Regions from separate parts of the Triticum aestivum genome. Here region 2 is linked to region 1. Evidence: chromatin contacts called from public Hi-C data. All regions are on one chromosome and are shown on one strand. Each heading gives the region's core, a stretch centred on a gene start, on an enhancer-like site or on the middle of the called end of the contact. The rest is flanking DNA. Distances are from core to core; before and after follow the strand shown. Region 1 holds the start of LOC123156792 (stomatin-like protein 2, mitochondrial). Region 2 holds the start of LOC123155460 (protein NTM1-like 9).

Region 1 (4,259 bases), core at 686-3,185:
GCCATCCAACCTGAACCATTTCAACAGCATTGAATCAAAAAAAAAACTAAGTGTGGTCCCATGAAGCCTGTGAAGATTACATGACAAGGAAATGAGCAGTACATGTACAAATGAAACTCATTGCAGTGGAGCTTTACCATCTATATCCCCAAACAATCTAAACAGGATCTACCCCAAACCTGTGAAATGCTCAACAATGGACCTACAAATTACCAAGAGAGCACCTAAGTCGATTATTATTACAAATGTATGCACCCTCTGCAAATGAAATTTGAACAGCAGCATATCCACACAAAGTTGCTTTTACAGTCAATTGTTACTGCTGTGGCCCTAGGTCAGACCCTAACACTTTTGTGCACCACAAGTCCAGAGCATTGTTCATTATGGACCCTCATCACCTACCAGATGCACATAAGCCAGATTAACATGGACAGCAGACAAGGTATGGAAGAATGATACAAGTGCCAACATGCGAGTCGAAACTAGAAGCAGTAGGGAACAACATTGGTTGATATCATGTAACTGACAGGGGATTACATGATGAGGCCATGCATCATCTTAACTTTGCTAATGCTAGAGTCATTGAAAGTGAGCCCATGCATTGATCACGTTAAACATAGGCCATGGCATCTACAGCTCAATGCAATCAGGAGGAGCATATGCTATACCCATCCTCAAGTCCTACAGAAGTAGATCAACCTGCACCAACTGGACACCCGGTGCCACAATAAACCCCAATATCCCCACAGAAGTAGAGCAACCTGCACCAACTGGACACGCAGTGCCACAATAAACCCCAATATCCCATGCTGATAAATACCGGAAAAAGAATACCAACTATGGGATATCTTTTCTGTCCTAATACAAGGCAAGCTGACTCTGTGAATGTTTCAGAGGTGGATAACTAAGGTGAACAGAAATCTTGAGTTTGCTCAGGAAGTGGCCACAAGAGGAGTAATTTACAGATATAAGCATCACACACGAAATCTGTTTTAACAACCAGATGAATTGTCCTAAACTCCAAATCAAGTATTATCTACCTGCCTTCACACTTCCAGCTTGGTTCTCCAGAGTAATTTCCATTGTGACAGAACTTCCGGATTGGAGTATCAAACCACCACCAACAGCAACAATACAGCATGAACTTGAGGCTATAAAAATCGATCATTGAGGCGCATTTCTAAGACCAGATGATCTGTCCTAATTCAATGTGATGGTGGCTCATGACAACATATAACACGAAACTTCTACCGAAACACGCCGCATCCATCCACCATCTCCCCTAGACGACCGGATAAGCACCAGACCCCTAGAAGTAACAGCAGAAATGCAGCCTCGCTAGTGAGGACCAAAAGGCAAGGCGAGAACGAGGTATACCTTGACGTAGAGGACGCCGTCGATCTGGATGACCACGTTATCCTTGGTAATAGCGGACTGGTCGGGGATGGGGATGGCTTCCTCCTTGAGAGAGTGCACGTAGGCGATGCGGTCGACGAGGGGGACGAGCCCGTGGATCCCGGAGTCGAGCGTCTTGAGGTACTTGCCGAAACGCTCAATCACGAAGGCCTTCTTCTCCGGCACGATGCTCACGCCCCAGTTCACCGGCGTGCTCAGCGCGTCGAACCTGGTACCACCACACGGCGAAACGTCAGACCGCTAGAAGGTTCCGGAACGCGGAAGGAAGTGCTAGGGATTTAAGCGTTACCGTGAAACCTCGTCACGGGCGTAGTAGCGGGACATGGAGCGGGCGGCGCCGAGCTGGCGGGGAAGGAGGAGAAGCTGCCGCGCGGGGGCGGCGGATCGGCGGAGGAGAGTCGCCATCGTGCGAAATCGAAAGGGAAGAAAGTGCTGGGCTTTTCGGGCGACTCGGGTAGACGTAAGGAAGTGTGAGGTTTTTCCTCCCGTGATTTAGGCGAGTCGATACTCTTCTCTACTCTATTTTTCTTATTTATTTATTTATTTTCTTCTCCATCACAAAAATAATACCATTAGAAACTTCAAATACTATTCTCTCGGGCTAATGGTATAACAAGCGTGGGGCGCACCCTCAGGGATAGGCGTGCTGGGTGGCTCACAAGCCACCCTACACTCCGTTTGCACTGCTTTTTGGCTTATAAATTCTCGCGTATTCTGAAACCCTCAAAGCGAGACTCGAAATGATTTTATTATCGTTGCAAGCCTCTGTTCTGAAGTGATCTTATCCAGAGGCCTATTTTGGTACTCTATCGGAGGGGGTGGAATCATTGGGAGGCTATCTTCATCAACCTTGCTCCCTCCATGATGATGTGTGTGAGTAGTTCCTTCGGGACCTACGGGTCCATAGTAGTATGTCAATTATATGATCATGCAAAGCAATATGACAACGATAATATGTGTCGTAATAAAATGGGACGGTGGAAGTTGCATGACAATATATTTCAGAATGGTTATGAAAATACCATAATAGGTAGGTATGGTGGCTGTTTTGACTTTTAAGAAAGATATAAATAGACTTATGTGTGATAGAGCGTATCATATCACGGGGTTTGAATACACCGGTGAAGTTTGCACCACAAGTCGAGGTGAGAAGGGAAAGTGCACGGTACCGAAAAGACTAGCAAATTGCTGAAAGGTAAGAGTGCGTATAATTCATGGACTCACATTAATCATAAAGAACTCAAATACTTGTTAGAAGAGGTTATTAGCCCTCGAAGCAAAGTACTATTACGCATGCTCCTAGCGGGGTGTTGGTAGGAGTTAACTATCGCACGCTCCCGACCTCCACGCAAAGGAAGACAATCAATAATAAGCATGCTCCAATTTCATAGCATAACGAGAGACCATACGTGCATATGCTTCAGGAATCATAGACCTTAACACAAAATATTCTTACTGAACGACAATTACTCACTAGTATGACTCTAATATCATCATCTTTATATCTCAAAACAAATGCAAGGAATCAAACTTTTTCATATATCCAATGATCTTTATGATTTTTTTTATTATATCCCTCTTGAATACCCATCATATTATGACTAAATTCATAACCCAAGCAAATTGTCATACTATTTATAAGACTCTCAAAATAATAGTAAGTGAAGCATGAGAGTTCATCAATTTCTTTAAAATGTAATCACCACCGTGCTCTAAAAGATATAAGTAAAGCACTAGAGCAGCTACCTAACTCAAAAGATATAAGTGAAGCTCAAAGAGTATTCTATAAATTCACAATTAATGTGTGTCCCTCTCGAAAAGGTGTGACCAGCTAGGATGATTGTGGAAAACTAAAAAGCAAATCAATCAAAGACTCATATAATACACGACGCTTCAAGCAAAACGCATATCATGTAGTGAAACAAATATAGCCTCAAGTAATTTACCGATGGATTGTAGACAAAAGAGGGGATGCCTTTCGGGGCATACCCAAGCTTAAACGCTTGATTGCACTTGAATATTACCTTGTGGTGCCTTGGACATCCCCAAGCTTAGGCTCTTGCCACTCCTTATTCCTTACCTCATCAAAACTTCACTCAAAACTTGGAAACTTCATAACACAAAACTCAACAGAAAACTCGTGAGATCTATTAGTATAATAAAGCAAATCACCACTTTTAGGTACTGTTGGAAACTCATTCCAATTTTATATTTGTATTATATCTATTGTATTATTGTTGGAAATATGCCCTAGAGGCAATAATAAAGTGGTTATTATTATATTTCCTTAGTCATGATAAAGGTTTATTATTCATGCTATAATTGTATTGATTGGAAACTTAAATACATGTGTGAATACATAGCAAATACCAAGTCCCTAGTAAGCCTCCACTAGACTAGCTCGTTGATCAAAAGATCGTTAAGGTTTCCTAACCATAGACATGCATTCTCATTTGATAACGGGATCACGGGCCTGTTTGGATCATGTCCTGGAGCAAGATTGCCTGGCCAGAAGGGTGCCTGAGATCTGCCTGGATTCTATTTGGTTGGTGTCCTCAGTCATCTCCTTCTAGCCTGGCCTGAAAACTTGTCAACGCCATTAGCCTGCCCTGGCTAGCCAGGCAACGTGATTAGCCTGGGCGAGGCGTCCCGTTTGATATGCCTGGTGGGCTGATGCATGTGCCTGGTACTATTTTAATATTTCTTTTGCATGGAAGTGATGGGTGTGCAGAGTTTTATCTACCTAATTGTACTCTAGTACGGCGACTATCCCAGGACAAGAACCAAACGCATATGGACCAGGCAAGCCTGGGCAGGCAGAATTCTCCAACTTCTCAGGCGAC
Region 2 (4,259 bases), core at 543-3,042, 270 kb after region 1:
ATTGCCATTTCGGTCTGCAAGCCACCTTGTAACCGGTGTGCCCGGAGTATCAATTGTACCTGGCAACTCAATTGGACATCCATGCAGACCAGATTCAGGAGATTCCTTATTTATGAGTGTGATAGCTTCCTCGTTTGCTTCCATGTTGTCAGGAGTTGAACGAGATGGAGTGGGAGAGTAGCCACTTCTATCCATTTCCTCTGGAATGGAGCGCTCAGTTTTCTCCAATTGCTTTTGAAATAGGCGGTAGAGAACATAACCACCCTGAAAGTACACAAATATCACAGCAGAAGTATCAGACAACGAGGTAGTAGTAACCATTTCCAATCCAGGGGCAATTTTCTTTTTGTTTATTTTGACTGCTCAAAGCGTGCAGACAATCGGATTTGTACTGTGTTGATTATGTTGTTACTTCATTTTACAGTCTAAAATCAAACTGGTAGGTTTCAGAAAATGTTGGTCAATGAGCCTGTTATATCTAAGAACTTAGAACCGCACTGTGAACAGAATCTAACAGCACTGCCACGAAAAACTGAGAAAGAAACAGATAGAGGCCCATACCTGCTCGCCAGACTCAAACTCTGGCTCGGTGGTGCGGTACTCGTGCATAATCCAACCAGTGCGCTCCCCTTTCGGAGCACGTCCTCGGTGGAAAACAAGGGTCTTCTTCATGCCAATCATATGCTGCTTCTTCTTCTCGCCCTTGGACTTGATGACCCTGTCCTTCCCGGTCGCCTTCCAGTACCCAGCCTCCGTCGCCCTGTTTGACCTGCTTCCATTGGGGTACTTGCGGTCCTTGGGTGCAAAGAAGAACCACTCCGGATCCTCCGAGCGGATCAAAGCTTTATCTTCAAGCACCACAATACCGGCGTCAGAAGAAATGGAATCTTCATCCAAAGGTATTGACATTCAAATTATTAAATAGCACCACGCCCAATAGTTACAGCTGCATCGCACCAAATCGCATCTCGGAAAGAGGGTATACTAGAGAAATATATAGCAGGCATCGAGGGAATCGTATCAAATATCAGCACCCGAACACCTTTTTTACTGAATTTCGCAGCCCCCAAACAGCACGATGCAAACCGCGAGAATCAGCCAGTGAATCCAACGAACTAACAAAAAAGGATGGTGCCCTAGGGATCAGAATCCCCCAAACGGAACGCGCCCACTGAGAATCGCAAGAACAGACTGGCTGGAATGGTTATAAGAACAGCAACGCGTACAAAACGGGGGAGACAAAATGGGGGGAAATCAAACTCAGAACCCCAAATTAGGCACGAATCGCAGCGACCAAAATCAGAAGCCGCAAAACAAAGACACAACGGAGCCCCCGAGTCCAACCGCATACGAGACGATCATCCAAGCTCCAGGACCAAAACATCCCCACACACACAAGAGGCGGCAGGAGCGGCAGTACCTGGGAGGTCCCACGGCTCGCACTTGCAGACGTCGATCTCCGGGATCACCTCGACCTCGTTCTTGATCTGCCCCGTGATCTTCCCCTTGAGGTAGTGCCTGACGAGCTCCTCGTCGGTGGGGTGGAACCGGAAACCGAGCGGTAGCGCCTTCAGCTCCATCACCGTCATGCTCCTCCACTGTCCCAAGCTCTCATCCAACGACTACGAGACCCAACCCGGTAGGAGATTCGGAGCTCAGGAGATATACTTAGCAGCGAAGGAAGCGGAGGGGAGTGGATTTTGCCTAGGGTTTGGTCGGATTTGGGGATTTTTAGGGGAGGATGCGGGGAGGAGACGTGTGTGCGAAGAAAGCGAGTGCCGCGTGCCTTCCTTTACCGCGTCTGGAATTTGCTCTGTATATACCCCCGCGTCCGTGTTTACCCCCTTGATGACCATAATATTACGGTTCGGCCACTGCCGCGGCACCACGCCGCCCACTGTCCAGTGAACCAGTCCAGCAGTGATGCGGGGGCGGGGGCGGGGACGGCTCTTGTTTTTCTCCCACTCAAAAATATTAGGCCGCCGGCTTACTGCCGTAAGGTTCGGCCGGTCACACGCCCGCCGTTTTTCTTTAAGAAAAGGTAGATCATAATCTATCTTATGCATCATAATCTATCTTATGCATTCAAAACGGACAAGAGCCCGACTGCCGTAGTCAAATTACATGAAGGTGATGTAAACGCTGCACAGATCGTGCAATAGGCCGTCACCAAGCTTTATCAAGCAAAAGAGAAAGCTAGAGATCAGGAGTTTGTTACATGTAAATCAACTATATTAGCCAGCTACCTAAAGTTCTTTTTCTCGAATACGCCTAGCAGCGTATCATTGCATTGATAGGGCAGAAAAGCGTACAAGGTATAGGATGGACACTGTCGGTGTCAGAACCGGCAGATCTCGGGTAGGGGGACCAAGCTGTGCGTTTAAGGATAAATGGTAACAAGAGACAGAGGACACGGTGTTTATCTAGGTTCGGGCTCTCTTAAGGGAGGTAAAACCCTACTCCTGCTTGATTATATTCGACGAGTATGAAGATTACAAGAGTGGATCTACCTCGAGATTGTAATGGTTAAACCCTAGATGTCTAGCCTATGAGTATTCCAATGACGGTAAAGAAGATAGCCTCTACGGACTAACCCCTCCAGTTTATATACACATCGGAGGGGCCTAGGGTTTGTACAAGGTCGGTTCATCAGGGAAGAAAACTTCCGGACTCTAATTTTGTCGTCTACGTATTGAGAAGTCCCATCCGGACACGGAGGATAATCTTCAGCTTGATCTTGTACGGCCCATCCAACCCGGCCCATACTCCTGGGCCGGACACCTGAGGGCCCCCGAATCCAGGACTCCCTCGGTAGCGCCCGAACTTGCCTTCAATGACAATGTAGTGTGCGGATATAAGTCTTCGGCTTTGCAAGGCGGGTTCTCCACCATACTCCGGATTGATGATAGTCCGGCATCGTTTTTCATGTCCAGCCTTTATGATTCCTTCATGTCGTCGCCTCGATTTCCACGCATCTGAGCGAATGCGAACGGTTCGCTATCCTTGTTTTTTAATATTTTCTAGCAGGCACAAGCAGCGCCTATATAACGAGATCAGATCTCCAAAAACGTCATCTCGCATCGCCCCAAGAGCAACAGAGCAAACCACAAAAGAAATTCAAACCATGGCTAGTGTCCCCGGCTACTCCTCGCGTCCTCATCGCCCTCAAGAAGGGGACTGGCAAAGTTGTTCCGTATCCCATCTCCAGCTCAATCAACTCCAGACGCAAGGATATACCCCTCCCCCCTCCTCCCCGCCGCCGCGGATCTAGTCTCCGTACGACCAGGTTAACTTCTATGGGATGATGTATTGGCAGAGAATTTCCCCAATCCCAGCCAAGGAGAGAGGATGTGCTTTATCTCGTTCCTTCTCAGGGCGTGGGATTCCCAATTCACCGCTTCCACAGGGGTCTACTGGAATATTACGGGATCTAACTGCACAACCTCACACCAGGTTCTATTTTGCACATTTCCGGTTTTGTCGCCCTTTGCGAGTTATTTTTAGGCTGCGAGGCTCATTTTGAGCTATGGAAGAAGTTCTTCTGCCTCGTCCCCTGCCACCAGGGCGGAGGGTCCATATTTGAAGTGGGCGGTGTCGGTATCAAAACCGGCGGATCTCGGGTAGGGGGTCCCGATCTGTGCGTCTCAGGCTGATGGTAAGAGGAAGCAAAGGGGCACAATGTTTACCCAGGTTCGGGCCCTCTCGATGGAGGTAAAACCCTACTTCCTGCTAGATTAATATTGACGATATGAGTAGTACAAGAGCAGATCTACCACGAGATCGTAGAGGCTAAACCCTAGAAGCTAGCCTATAATGATTATGATTGTAATTGTGATCGGCCTTCTAAGGACCAACCTCTCCGGTTTATATAGACACCAGAGAGAGCTAGGGTTTACATGGAGTCAGTTACAAGGAAGGAAATACAATATCCGGATCGCCAAGCTTGTCTTCCACGCAAAGGAGAGTCCCATCCGGACACGGGACGGAGTCTTGAGTCTTGTATCTTCACGCTCCAATAGTCCGGACGATGCATATAGTCCGGCTGTCCGGATACCCCCTAATCCAGGACTCCCTCAGTAGCCCCTGAACCAGGCTTCAATGACGATGAGTCCGGCGCGCAGTCTTGTCCTCGTCATTGCAAGGCGGGTTCCATCTCCGAATACTCCAAAGCACCTGCACCAACGAATAGTGTCCGGCGCCCCATCAATGTTGTACTCCTCGGCTTCAGTTCCTCAATAATGACCATCTCCACGTGTCGA

What was found. A called contact is a pair of places that touch in the nucleus more often than the background predicts.
Region 2: a Hi-C map of leaf shows a contact between it and region 1, with 4 times the contacts expected there. The contact joins the promoter of LOC123155460 here to the promoter of LOC123156792 in region 1. A contact is called at or near these places in 2 of 5 Hi-C or Micro-C datasets (both in leaf).

Annotation. Positions count from the first base shown.
Region 1 is chr7B:330,037,756-330,042,014 of IWGSC CS RefSeq v2.1, forward strand. It overlaps LOC123156792 (stomatin-like protein 2, mitochondrial), which reads right to left and starts at 1,936. Exons shown (of 10, transcript XR_006478408.1): 1 at 1,706-1,936; 2 at 1,378-1,624.
Region 2 is chr7B:330,310,575-330,314,833 of IWGSC CS RefSeq v2.1, forward strand. LOC123155460 (protein NTM1-like 9) reads right to left here and starts at 1,793. Exons shown (of 7, transcript XM_044573638.1): 1 at 1,421-1,793; 2 at 562-848; 3 at 1-264. The coding sequence starts at 1,589.